3 separate regions of the Sus scrofa genome follow, and regions 1 and 2 are each linked to region 3. Evidence: chromatin contacts called from public HiChIP or PLAC-seq data. All regions are on one chromosome and are shown on one strand. The core of a region is the stretch at or near the end of the contact, and the rest is flanking DNA. Distances in the headings are between cores, read along the strand shown.

The links. HiChIP or PLAC-seq counts read pairs in DNA pulled down with a chosen protein or histone mark.
Region 1: an H3K27ac HiChIP or PLAC-seq map of alveolar macrophages shows a contact between it and region 3. The contact joins the promoter of SAE1 here to the promoter of CALM3 in region 3. A contact is called at or near these places in 2 of 2 datasets of contacts at active chromatin or transcription factors (alveolar macrophages and skeletal muscle).
Region 2: an H3K27ac HiChIP or PLAC-seq map of skeletal muscle shows a contact between it and region 3, with 4 times the contacts expected there. The contact joins the promoter of NPAS1 here to the promoter of CALM3 in region 3. A contact is called at or near these places in 1 of 5 promoter capture datasets (fetal liver) and 2 of 2 datasets of contacts at active chromatin or transcription factors (alveolar macrophages and skeletal muscle).

What each region holds. Positions count from the first base shown.
Region 1 is chr6:52,955,308-52,960,155 of Sscrofa11.1, forward strand. It overlaps SAE1 (SUMO-activating enzyme subunit 1), which reads left to right and starts at 2,167. Exons shown (of 9, transcript XM_003127243.4): 1 at 2,167-2,366. The coding sequence starts at 2,269.
Region 2 is chr6:52,856,356-52,860,575 of Sscrofa11.1, forward strand. It overlaps NPAS1 (neuronal PAS domain-containing protein 1), which reads left to right and starts at 1,384. Exons shown (of 11, transcript XM_021094623.1): 1 at 1,384-1,520; 2 at 1,923-2,158. The coding sequence starts at 1,399.
Region 3 is chr6:52,504,553-52,509,159 of Sscrofa11.1, forward strand. CALM3 (calmodulin 3) reads left to right here and starts at 2,427. Exons shown (of 6, transcript NM_001244209.1): 1 at 2,427-2,594. The coding sequence starts at 2,592.

The sequences.
Region 1 (4,848 bases), core at 917-3,416, 450 kb after region 3:
CTATGGGAACTCCGGTCACATTTTTTTTAATGATATACATCTTTTGTCTTTTTTTTTTTTTTAGGGGTTTTACCCACAGCATATGGAGGTTCCCAGCCTAGGGGTTGCACTGGAGCTGTAGCCACTGGCCTACACCACAGCCACAGAAGATCCAAGCCACATCTGCGACCTACACCACAGTTCACAGCAACGACAGATCCTCAACCCACTGAGTGAGGCCAGGGATCGGACCTGCATCCTCAAGGATGCTAGTCAGATTCAATTCCGCTGAGCCACAATGGGAACTCTTTTTTTGGTGTCTTTTGTCGTTTTAGGGCTGCACCAGCAGCATATGGAGGTTCCCAGGCTGGGAGTCTAATCGGAGCTACAGCTGCTGGCCTATGCCTGAGCCACAGCAACATGAGATCCAAGCTGCATCTGGGACCTACACCATAGCTCACCGCAATACCAGATCCTTAACCCACTGGGCCAGGCAGGGAATGAACCCGCAATGTCATGGTTCCTAGTCGGATTCGTTTCTGCTACGCCATGACAGGAACTCCGAGAACTCTTTTCAATGGTATTTTGACCTGGGATGAATTACTACCCTTTTCTGGGTCCCAGAGTCATATTGTAAAGTGGAGGAAAAGTCTATCTTTGAGGTTCACGGAGTATGTACCCACTGGATAAGATCAGAGCACATAGTAGGAGCTTAATGTACCACCAGCGGTGTAACCTCTTGTATGTGTGCCACACAGCCTGGATTTGAATCCTAGATTCACTACTTCTATGATATAAGACTTCGTTCAGGCTACTGATAATCTGTTGTACCTCAGACTTCTTAGCTATGGTATGGGACTATTAAATAAATTATCTACTCTCATAAGGGTTAGAGAAATAATCCATCCACACAAAGCCCATTTACCCTACATGAGGGGGCAGCCGTTTTTTTCCTTTTTTTGGCTGCACCCTTGGCATAGGGAAGTTCCTGGGCCAGAGATCGAATCCAAGCCTCAGGTGTGACCTATGCCGCAGCTGTGTCCTATACCATGGCTGTGGTAACAATGATCCTTTACCCACTGTGCCACAGCAGGAACTCATTTTTTTTTTTCTTTTTCACTGCCCTAGTCCTAGCACATAATTACTGAATCAACATGCATTTAGTAATTATTTGTTGAATGGATAGTAAAAATGCACTTTGCCTACAGAAAATACACATTAGCTATCACTAACCTACAAGGGCTTACTATTCCCCACCTGCTTCATATTATGATTTTAACTCCTACCATTTCCCACCCTCTCACTCTGTTCCAGTTGCCCTGCCCTCTTCGCGGGCTCCTCAGTTGTGTCAGTAAGCTTCAGGGCCTTTGCACCAGCTGTTTGTTCTCCTGTCCAGAAATGCTCCGTCTACCCAGTTATCTATGTAGCTTGTTTCTACAGTTCCCTTCAGATCTCTGCTCAATGGCATCTTCTCCGAGAGGACTTCTCTGGCCACTGCTGTCACCCTGGAGTGCCATATCCTGTTTTTTTGTCTTTTTTTTTTTTTTTTTTTTTTTTTTTGTTGTTGTTGTTGCTATTTTCTTGGGCCGCTCCCGCGGCATATGGAGGTTCCCAGGCTAGGGGTCAAATCGGAGCTGTAGTCACCGGCCTACACCAGAGCCACAGCAACGCGGGATCCGAGCCGCGTCTGCAACCTACACCACAGCTCACGGCAACGCCGGATCGTTAACCCACTGAGCAAGGGCAGGGACCAAACCCGCAACCTCATGGTTCCTAGTCGGATTCGTTAACCACTGCGCCACGACGGGAACTCCCATATCCTGTTTTAATTTTCCTCTATTTTTTTCCCCTGGGCCCTCCTCAATAGAATGTAAGCTCCCTCTGGACAAGACTATGTATTACTCGACACTCTTTCACAACACCTCCATTGCTGCGATTTCAGCACATGCTCCCTCGTTATTGCTGAATTAATAGACTCACAAACAAACGATCACTTGGGTATCCTCGCGGGTTCAGAAGCCCTGCAGTTTTTTGGCCGGGATTGGCAGCAGCCTCTGTCACGTGACTGGCTCTCGCCTGCCAGCCCGCCCGCTTTGGAGGCTTAGGAGTTCGACTTGGTTCCAGGCTCCAGGGCCGGGTGGCGGCGGTGGGGGCGGTACTGCGCAGGCGCTGTTCCCGGCGCAGGCGCAGACCCGGCCCGGGAGCGCGGCCGGCGGCGGTTGGCGGCGTGTGGGGCCGGCGGGCGGTTGCTGCGAACGGACCCGAGCGCAGGCAGCGAGAGCTGGCGCCATGGTGGAGAAGGAGGAGGCGGGCGGCGGTATCAGCGAGGAGGAGGCGGCGCAGTATGACCGGCAGATCCGTCTCTGGGGACTGGAGGCCCAAAAACGGTCAGGGCCAGTGCGGCTTGTGGGGCTGAGGGTTTGGAGGGGCGTCTGGCCTGAGGCGTTGGCGGCCCTCGGGGAGCCAGAGGGTCGAATTTGAAGAGAGGAGGTGGGAATCATGTACCCGGGCATGGTCGCCCGCTTGAGAGGACTGGAGGGTTTGATTTGGGATGTTTCCTCGGCAGGTATGGGAAGCGAGGACGTCCCAGGGTGGTGGGAAGGCCGTTCTGGGGGATTGGAGGCGTCTAGAGGGGGCGGAGGGAGAGCCCGGAGCGTTCGCGAGGATTCAAGACTCCGGGGCTCGGCGCTCGGAGGGAGTGATGTTGGAATTTAGATCGAGGTGAGGAGGAAGGCTTAGGGTATAGAAGGGGGCCAGGAACGCATGGAAAGGATGAAAGCGGGGGGGAGGTCATAGTTCATTCATTCATAGGTAATGGGAACGTCTTCTGTGCTGGCCGCTGGTGAGACTGGCGAACCGAGCAGATGCGAGCTTCCATTCATTCTTGTGGCCTCTAAAGGGTGGGCTAGTCTGAAAGAATGAGGGGTTTTGAGGTGTCTTGGAGCAGGTTATTTCAAGTGGGAGTCCTGACAGGTTTGAAGCGTCTAGGGGGGCAGGAGGACCTGAAGAGGTTGCTTGTGTCTAGATGTGGGGGCGTGTCCACAGAGGACGGGATTGGGCATCCTTGGGCATGGAGGAGAAATTGTCCGAGGGCGTGAGGTCTTTGAAAGAGGTGATTGATTTAATCAGCTATTGATTGAGCACTTGCCACGGGCACTGTTAATGGGCACGGAGCGTGGGTCAGTGAACTAGGCAGACTCCTTGCTCACCTGGAGCTTATATTCTACCCGAGGAGGCGGTAAACATAAAGAAATAATAAAATATTAAGGAATGTAAGTGCTAGAGAGACAAGGAGAAGAGGAGCAATAAAGGATGGTGAGGTGGGAGAGCTATTTTGAGAGGGGCCAGGGGAGGCTCTGAAGAGGTAACACTGAGCCTCCGACCTGTATGAAAGGAAAGAGCCATCTGGAAGGACCTTCCTGGTATAGAGAACAGCAAGTGTAACATCCTGGAGGCCAGAGCATGCTTGGCACATTGGAGCCTCAGGGTGACTGGAACCAAAGGAGTTGAGTAGCTTTTTTTATTATAAATGTGCTGGGAAACCCGTTGGAGAGTTTGAGCGTAGGCGTAACGTGATCTGATTTGTGTTTGAAAAGCATCACTCTTGTTGCATTGGAGAATAGGTTGATGTGGGCAGAGGTGGGAGTAAGGATTCCAGTTAGGAGGCTGCTGCTGCAGTAATCCCCTTGAGACAGAAGTAATGGTGGCTCGGAACTCTAGGAAAGGGTCAAAAATAGATTCTGGATAATTTGAAGGTAGAGGGGACAGACTTTGCTCAAGGGTTCATTGTGTGGGGTATGAGAGTCTGAACTCAAGGAAGGTTCCAAGGTTTTTGGCCTGAGCAAGTGGGAAGATGGAAGTGCCCTTCCTGACGGAGGTGGGGGAAACTGCAGGTTTGGTGGGGTGGGGGAAGAATCGGGGGTTCTCTTTGGGACTTAGGTTTTTTGTTGCTGTTTGTTTGTTTTGGCTGTGCTTGTGGCATGCAGAGGTTTCTGGGCCAGGGATTGAATCCTCGCTGCAGCAGTGTCCTGAGCTGCTCCAGTGCCAGTGCCAGATACTTAACCAGCTGAGTCACAGGAGAAGTCCTGGATTATGTTTTAGATGTTTACTATACATCTCAGTAGAAATATGCGAATGGTTGAGTTCATAGCTGCGGGCTGGGTGATGGGGAGTCATTATGTGATTGAGGACAGAGTGTAGAATTAATTGATCTAAGGGTTGGGGAAGCAGGCAAGTCAGGAGAACTTAGTTTGAGGGGTAGAATTTTTTGGTGAGAGAGAGTGTGCGTGGTGGGTGGGGTGAGGTTGGGTTACTTCAGGTTCATTTCCGTTGTGCAGGGTCTTCTTGTGATTGGGCACATCATGAGGCATTAGCGAGCCTTGGTCTGAGGATTAAAGGCACCTGAAATAGAAGATGGGAAATTAAATGATGAGAATGGGCCTGAAGACCCAGGTGGGATTGATGGAGTTTAGGGATTGCTGTTTGAAGGATTGGGGTGTTGGGAGGCCCTGAGTGTACCAGAAGAGTTGATCCAAGAGCTTGGGGCAGCAGGTAGTTTTGTTTTGAGTGAGGATTAAACTGGAATTAATGAGGGACCTGTCAGAGGGGTAGAAATGGATGATTTATCTGAAGAGCAATAAAAAGGCATGGGGGTGGGGCTTTGAGGGGGGAGATGACCTAAGGGGCAAATCAAAATTGGGGCATGGAAATGAGAGGTGGGAGTTAATTCTGAGGAAGTGAAGACATACTGAACTCAGTGGAGAACCTGAAAAGGATTGACTGAGGGTCCTGGGAGGAAAGGAAGGGGTTACTTATAAATTGGAGTCTTTAGATTTGTACACAGTCTTACAGAGTTGATGAAAGTGCTCT
Region 2 (4,220 bases), core at 134-2,633, 350 kb after region 3:
AACCCCCTGCCATGGAAAAGGCCGAAGTGGTTGACGCTGGGCTGGACCGAGGGGCGGAGACTCAAGGGGCGGGGCTCTAGCAGACCCCGCCCCCGACCGCTAGCGCTGTCCCCGCGCATTCAGGTCTGCGAGGCCTCGGTGGGCGCGGAGAGCCTAGCACCACAGCCTGCGCGCCCCACCGAGCCCGGCGCGTCCCGGGGTCTATGGGGCCGCTCCTCTGCGCCGCCCGGCCGGCCCCACGCCGCGCCCGGAACCTGCCCCGCGGCCAGGTAACGAAGCTGTGGGTCCTGTGGGTAGGGGACGCCTGGTGCCTGGCATGAGAGGACAGGGAACTCCTGGGTCCCGAAGGAAAAGGGGACCGGAACTCCAGTGTCCTGGGGGCTAGGGCGTCGGAGCGTCTGTATCCCGAAGCAGAGGGAAGGGGCACACGGATGTTTGGGTCCTGGGGAAATAGGGAGCTAGGGGATCTGGACTCCAAGGTCTAGGGCACCTGGTTGGGGAGGCTTGGAGGCGGCATGGATATAGGGGTGGGGGTGGATCCTGAACGCCCAGTCTTGGAGGAATAAAGACATAACGGAACACCTTCCTAATTCGGGGGGATCTGGATAGGAGGACATCTGGGCCCCAAGGGTCAGGTCCACCCTGGGGGCGTCCTCGGCCTGAGGCTCTGGCCACTGCATCGGGGGTTGAGGCTCGCACGCCAGGGTCTTCAGGGAGGAAGTTGTGGCTGCGGAGATTTGGCGGCCGGGACACGTGGCACCACCCAGAGGGGCTGGGGGTTGTCTCTGGACAGAGCGTGGGGTGGGGTCCCAACCCTCTGCCCTGCTATCTCCTTAGCCCTGTCCAGGAAATAGGAGCACCGCAGATTCGAGAAGCGGGACTTCTAGGGTGTGCTTGGGGGGTGGGGACGGACCCCCGGGGCAAAGGGCTCTGGGGGCCGAAGCTGCGCGCGGCTGGGCTCCGGCGAAGCGCCCGCCCCCCGCCCGGCTTGGGCATGCTTGGCACGCAGCGCGCGGGCCGGTCGGATCCGTATGCGCGCCGCGTGCGCCTATTGGTATGCGGGAGCCGGCCCGGCGCGGGCGTGAGGCGGGCGCGCCGGCGGGCGGCGCGGGGAGGCGGCGGCGGGGCACGTCCTCGCCTTGAGCTTCGCCTCGAGCCCGGCACGGTGAGAGCTGCAGACTGTGTAGCGGGGCCTCCAGGGAGGGGAAACTGAGGCACCAACCAGCCCCAGCGCCTTGACGGGACCCTGAGCCCCACGCGGACCTCGGTTTACCGAGCAGGCGTCCCAGGGCCCCCCTTGAGCACTGAGCTCTGCCTCCGGCTCCTTCCCGCTGCAGGAGACGCGGCTCTCGAGTCCCGCAGGCTGCTCTGAGCCCGCCTGAGCCGGTCCCCGCGGAGATGGCGGCCCCCTACCCCAGCAGTGGTGGCGGAGGCGAAGTCAGGTGCGGGGGAGGTCGCGGCGGCAGCGTCCCGTGGGACTTTCTGCCGGGGCTCGTGGTCAAGGCCCCTCCCGGACCCTGGTGAGCAAAACCCCGCCCCTCGGGCCTTGGCCCCGCCCCTAAGGGAAGAAATTCACACTCTCTGCCCCGCCCACTGGGGGGCTAGAATTTCTTACCCGGAGTTGCTGCTTTACTGCGGTTCGGTAACGCCCATCCCTGGCGTTCTGTTCCGAGCCCCCTTCCTCGGAATTCCTACTACCCAGTACTCTTATCTACCCCCTCTTCCTCTTCCCCAGAATTTAGACCCAAGTTTCTGTCCCCACGGCCGCGCGTAGAAGTCACACTCAGGCTCTGCCCCCACCTGAATCGACCTCCAACGTCCCGCCTCCTGCCCGAGGCCCGGGGAGGCGGGGCTCGCCCCTCCACCCCAGACCCCCGAGCCTGGTGGCTCCTGCTGACGCCCCCTCCGCGCCGCCCGCCCAGCCTGCAGGCGCAGCGCAAGGAGAAGTCCCGGAACGCAGCGCGCTCGCGGCGCGGAAAGGAGAACCTGGAGTTCTTCGAGCTGGCCAAGCTGCTCCCGCTGCCCGGAGCGATCTCCAGCCAGCTGGACAAGGCGTCCATCGTGCGCCTCAGCGTCACCTACCTCCGCCTGCGCCGCTTCGCTGCGCTCGGGGCGCCGCCCTGGGGGCTGCGGACCGCGGGGCCGCCGGCCAGCCTCGGTGAGTGCGCGTGCAAGGGGGCGGGGGTCTCGGCACTCTCCTGGGGGCAGGGGAGCCCTGATCCGAGGTGCGCGCTAGCCCTGCCCTGGTCCTCCCCCGGGAGAGAGTAAGGCATTTGGAGTCAGACCTTTTGTGCGTCCCTATCAGGCGGCTTCTATTATCCAAGCCTCAGTTTATTCATCTGTAAAGCGAGCACACGAGGTGGGGACAATTGCATGACTTCTGGCCTGATCAAGGGCCTGGCCACTCCAGGGATCATACCACTAGCACATGTTATTCGTATTAGGGGAAATGAATCATTATCATCACAGAAGCGACCCGCAGCTCCATGGGCGGGACAGAGGGGACCCAGCCTGAGCTCCCAGCCACGAATGGGCAAGAAACCCCCGCCCTCAGATCCCAGAAGGAACACAGACTCTGGAGTCTGAATGCCCAGTTTGGGAGAGCGGGAAGGAGACAGGATACTATGGCAGGTCAGATGGGGAGCTTCAGAAAGACAGGGGTCCCTGCCCCACTCGGCCGCTCGCCAGTATTGTGATCGCCTCACCTCTCTGTACCTCACTTGTGAAATGGGAATCAGGATGAAGGCCCTCGCCACCACTGCCCACCGCCCTCCCACCCCGGGCTGAGAAGGGGTAATAGGTGTAAGGACCCTCTACACACCTGGCACTGAGTAAACAGTCAATATGTGGCTAGTACTGTTAATGATAGTATCTGCAGGTTTATTGAGCATCTACTATTCTGAGCCCTAGGATCCAGCAGGAAACAAACTGGATAAAGGTCCCTGCCCCAGGCAGGCTGAGGTCCTACTGCCAAGACACAAGATGAAATAAACAAAGAAATGCAATGGATACTATGTAAACCTCTAGACTATGTAAAACAGATATATAGGCAAATATCTCTTTTCCTTATTATTCAGACTTTATTATTGATAGATGTTTCAAAGTGTTATTGTTACTACTTCTATTTCCTATTTTATTGCATTACTCTTATTACTAGAAGAGAGAGAATCATGTTCAGCTGCGAGTGCAGGGGACAGGGACAGGACATCCTGGGCTACTCCCCCACCACCACCAAAGGGTTGTCCTTAGGGTGGGGTTGGAGGGGCTCCAATTCCCCTCCTGCCCCGGTCTCGGGGGGAGGGGAAGAGAAAATAGCATTGATTAAGCTCGCAATAAATCACCATTTAAATTTAAATAATCCGGCTTCCCAGGCGGTAATTAGGCGAATTGACTGGCGCGGAGAGAATGCGGCATTAGCGCCGCTGATTACTGTCATTACGGCGAACAACATGTGCGCTGGCGGGGGATAAACATCTTGTCTATTGTCCCCAAGCCCTGGGGAGAGAAAGGGAGGGGGGACGCGGAGAGAGCCCCGACGGCGTCCTCTCCCCCTGTCTAGCCCCGCTTGCGGGGCCGGGCCATTCGAGGGCCAGGGTCTCGCTGACGTCACAGCGCTGAGAGGACCGACCACCGACCTGAGCAAGCCCCTGCCTGTATGTGGGAAGGGGGACAGGACAGTGTGGGGAGGAGATATTGCGTGGACTCCCTCCCGAACCCCCACACTGAAGAAACCAGGGCATCTCCTGCTCTGCCGGGTCCCCACAAGAGGCCAAGCACCTGCTTCCCAGGTGCAGATGCCAAACTGACCTTGCGACTTAAGTGCCGTGAGAGGGCAAAGCGCTGTGTCTCTGGCTCTCTGAAGAGGAGGGGAGATTCCATATCCTCCTCAAAAATAATAGTAATAATGGAGTTCCCCGGCGGCCTAGTGGTGAAGGATCCAGCATTTTCGCTGCAGCAGCTGGGGGTTTGACCCCTGGCCTGGGAACTTATGCTTGCTTTGTGGGGGGGATAATAATATACATGTCAGGAGCTCCCCTTGTGGCTCAGCAGGTTAAGAACCCAACTAAAATCCATGAGGATGCTGGTTGGATCCCTGGCCTCACTCAGTGGTTTAAGGATCCTGTGTTGCCACAAGCTGCCACATAGGTCCCAGATGTGTTGCTGTGGCCATGGCTAGGCTGGCAGCTGCAGCTCCAGTTTGAGCCCTAGCCTGGAAATTT
Region 3 (4,607 bases), core at 1,177-3,676:
CCCTGGCCTTGCTCAGTGGGTTAGGGATCTGGTGTTGCCGTGAACTATGGTGTAAGTCGCAGAGAGGGCTTAGGTCTAGCATTGCTGTGGCTGTGGCATAGGCCAGGGGTGTATTCAACCCCTAGCCTGGGAATTTCCATATGTCTTGGGTGTGGTCCTAAAAAGAACAAAAAAGAACAACAACAACAAAAAACCTCACTGAGCTGAATACCTAAAACCTTTTTATTTTTCTCTTAATTTTTGTTTTATTTATTTATTTATTTTTATTTTTAATTTTTTTTTTTTGCTTTTTTAGGGTGGCACCCGTAGCATATGGATGTTCCCAGGGGTCTAATTGGAGCTACAGCCACCAGCCTACATCACAGCCACAGCAATGCCAGATCCGAGCCGAGTCTAAGAACTACACCACAGCTCACAGCAATACTGGATCCTTAACCCCCTGAGCAAGGCCAGGGATCAAACCTGCAACCTCGTGCGTGGTTCCTAGTCGGATTCGTTTCCACTTCGCCACGACAGGAATTCCCTGTGGCATTTCACTGAATGTAAATTATGCTGTGGTGTTCCCCATGGTGCAGTGGATTAAGGATCCGGCGTTGTCACTGCAGCAGCTCGGGTTACTGCTGTGGCATGGGTTCAATCCCTGGCCCAGGAACTTCCACATGCCACAGTAAAAAAATAAATAAAAATAGATAGATAAATAAATTATGCCACACATGCACACACATGCACACACAATTGGCTCTGAACCAGTCAGAGGTATGGAAATAAGAAAAGTTGATGGTTTACACCTGAACCACAGGTCCTCCCCCAAAGCAGGCATCCGAGTCAGCTTCCACCAATGCAAGGGCACTAACCAAAAAGGGAACACGTTCATGTTTGGCTGCTATAACACAGTGACCCAAAATAACAGTGACTTAAGCCATAGAGAAATGTATTCCTCAAAATTCCCGTCGTGGCTCAGCAGTTAATGAACCCGACTAGGATCCATGAGGATGCAGGTTCGATCCCTGGCCCTGCTCAGTGAGTTAAAGATCTGGCATTGCCCTGAGCTGTGGTGTAGGTTGCAGATGTGGCTGGGATCTCTCATTGCTGTGGCTGTGATGTAGGCCAGCAGCTGTAGCTCCAATTTGACCCCTAGCTTGGGAACCTCCATATGCCACAGGTGTGGCCCTAGAAAGAAAAAAAAAAAAAAAAAAGTCTCTCTCTCTTGCATAAAATTTTGGCACTGGGGACAAAAAGGTGAGCTCTGCTCCAGAAAATCATCCAGATCTTAGGTGAGTTTGCTCCCATTGGTCTCTCCTCTAATGCCTACCAGGCTGTTCCATCAGCAGGCAAGGTGAGAGAAAGGACAGCATGCTCTCCACCCCCTTAAGGGCATGTCCAAAAGTTTCACATATCGCTTCTGCACACATCCTTTTTAACCACAATTCAATCAAATGACCGCTCACAACTGTTTCTGAGCTCCAGGAAACAGTCACAGTTAACCTTCACACTCTTTTCCTCCTATGGTTGGAACCTAGGCACAAGGAGTGCAAGAGTCAGGTGGTCTACAACACAATAAGACAGTGCAAGTCTGGGCTCCCCAGCCAAGCCAAGTACACTGGTCCAGCCTTACAGGAGGCGCTCAATTTAGGCTTAATTGAAGGCTGAATTAATGCCATATTCCCAGAGATCGTCCCGGGGTGGCCCCAGCTTCACAGACCTTGGGCCAATCAGGGGGACAGGCGTTCTGCACACCTGTAGAGTGTGTCTCAGGGTGGAGACACCTGGCCCCAACAGGTGGAAGTTCTAAGTAACCAGCTGAACCTTGTAGACCCCGCCAACTCGGAGGGTCCAGTTAGGGGCGGAGCTTCCAGGCCAGCATTTTGGATTGCACCATCTTCCATCTGTTAGAGGGGAGAGCCGAGAAAGAGCTTCTGCATCTTCCACCAGCCCTCTTACTACTCTCTGACTGCAAAGACTATGTAGTTGCTTCTCTAACAGTCACAGAGTTTTCCCCTTCGCCTCGTTACACCTCACGGCTCCACGCAGCCACACATTTCAGAATCCCCACCACCACCACACAGTGGCTCGCCCCAATTTGACGCATTGCAGGGAAGGCCGGACCAATCGGCACCGCGCTTTCATTTCCGCCATAACCCGGGCCCAATAGTGGCGCGTCTCACACAGGGACGCGTCACGCGCCGCCGTAAGGTGCCCCTCCGCCGAGGGGAAAAGTAAAGCCGCACGGGGGCGGGGCGCGCGGCGACGGAAAGTAGTCCCGCGCGGGTGCCCGCGCGGCCGGCCGTAAACACAGGTCTGCGCGAACCGAGAGCGAGAGATCCGCGGGCCCGGTGGTGCGGAGGGAGGCGCGGAGGGATCCGTGGGAGCCGCAGTGCGGCGACGCGCGTGCGGGGCGGGGCCGGGCGGGGCGGGGCGGGGCGCGCGCGGCGGCCGTTGAGGGACCGTTGGGGCGGGCGGCGGCGGCGGCGGCGCGCGCTGCGGGCAGTGAGTGTGGAGGCGCGGACGCGCGGCGGAGCTCGAGCTGCTGCAGCTGCTGCCGCCGCCGGAGGAACCTTGACCCCCGCGCTCCGGACACCCCGGGCCTCGCCATGGTGAGTGAGGCTGAGAGGCCGCCGAGGCCGGGGGCTCTGAGGCGGGCACGGAGGGGCAGGACCCCTGAGAGCGCGAGCGGACCCAGAATGGGGGAGCGTTTCGGCCCCAGCGAGCGCCTCTGGACCCCTCTCTGCTCCTCAGTCGGGGGCATTGGAACCCAGAGCGGGACATTTGGATCCCACAAGGGCTTTGGGGGTCTTCCAGAAGTATAGCATGGGGTAGTTAGACCCCAGAATGGGCACCTGAGTCCTCCAAGGGGGGCACTGGAACCCGGGATGGAGCATCTGGACCCTCAAATGGGAAGGGCTCCTGGACCCAGAATGAGGCGTTTGGTCCCCGAAGTGGGGTGTTTGAATTCCAGGGGAGCGAGGGAAGAAACGTTGGCTAGAGAAGGGGGTGATCTGTGCCCTGATAAAGGCTTTGGGTCCTGAGAGGATGCAGGGAAGGGGGATCGGAAGGAAGCCAGGCTGCTAGGGAGCTCCCCAAAAGGGGGCCGTGGATAACTGGGCCTGGGTGGGGAGGGGTGCTCCTGGGACCAGGGAGGTGGGGGTCACTCCTGCAGACCAGACCCTCGAGGGGAGAGAAGGAGGTTCTCCAGAGACATTGCAGAGGAAGAAGGAGGAGGGTGAGGTGCAAGCTTGGGGAGGAAGAGCCTAGGGTGGGTGGCGACAGAGGTTAGAAGATGCTCTGAAGTCTATGGGGACTGGAAAGGATTGGGGTCGGGAAGTGGTTAAAAGGGGATAGCGTGCTTGCCAGTGGTGCGGGGTCCGGGGGCCCTGTGGTTGATGTTGGGGGGCAGCCAGGGAAGATTCTGAGGTTACCAGTGGGTTAAGGCTGGTAAACTAGGACAGGAGGTTGGTTTTGGGGGGAGAGGAGTGGGGAGGAGTGTTGTGTTTGGGTTCACGAGGGGGTGGGTTTCCAAGGTGAGGGGTGGGCGAGCACTTTGATTTGGGTGGTGGAAGGAGATCCGCAGACATGTTGGAGCAAATGAATGGCAGCTGAGGTTGGCCTAGGTTTGAAGGTGGATGTGGGTAGCTTCCTGGAAGTTTCCAGGGCAAAGCCGGGACAAAGACTGCTCATTCTGGATGGGGGGCGGCTGGCTGCAGAGGCCAGAGAGAGTGGGTCTAGGGTCCCCTTCTCATAAGATGGGGCTGGGCAGAGGGCACCAGGCAGTGGGAGCCAGTGGGCGGAGTTGTTCCGGCCTCTATTGCGCACTGAAGCTGCATGAAATGGGGGTGGGGAAATCAAAGTTTGGGATGCATCAAATGAGCCAGCTTTTTAAGCCTTGAACCTCACCCCCTTGATGGCCCTTTCAGACCAAGAGAGCTGGTTTCTCCAAACAGGAGTGTTGGTTTTCTCGTGGTCTCCAGCTCCACGCACTGCTCTGCATCTCCTCGCTTGTGCCAAATGACAGTGCAGTACAGTGTGGCGTCAGTGACAATCAGACGCCTGTTCCTGTGGCCTCGGGGTGGGGGCTGCAGAGCTTGACCAGAGAGAACCTCCAAAGGGACCCCTTCATCGGCCTGAGGTCCACTTGTTCCGTTCAGGGCCCTCACTGAGTGCTTCTGTGAATTCACACAGCTAGGGCTTTGAGAGAAAACCAGCGAACGAGTTCTTTTCTAGTCTCTGCCACCCACAACACCCACAGCCCCCCAGGCCTGGCCTCAGAACCAGGTGCAGCCATCCTCCCTGGCAAGGCCAGGGAGAACAGGCAGCCGCTGCTGTGTATCAGATCTCATACTTGCTGACACAGACCTGATGGCTCCTCTCACCGCTACCCCATTTTCCCCGAGCAGAAACTTGCTAAAGGTGCCTGAATCACTGGCAGGTGCCAAGAGGTCCCCCACCTCCCAAATAGGACCCGAGCTTTGGCCCTGACTAGTTTCTCTTTCCGTATGTAATCAGCAAGGTATGGGTGGGACGAGTCGCTGTTAACTGGCCTTGGACTTTGGCCTGAGCGCTGTGGCTCCTCCTTGGCCCGGGTGAGAGGCCCTGGCCTTGGTTTCTGATCT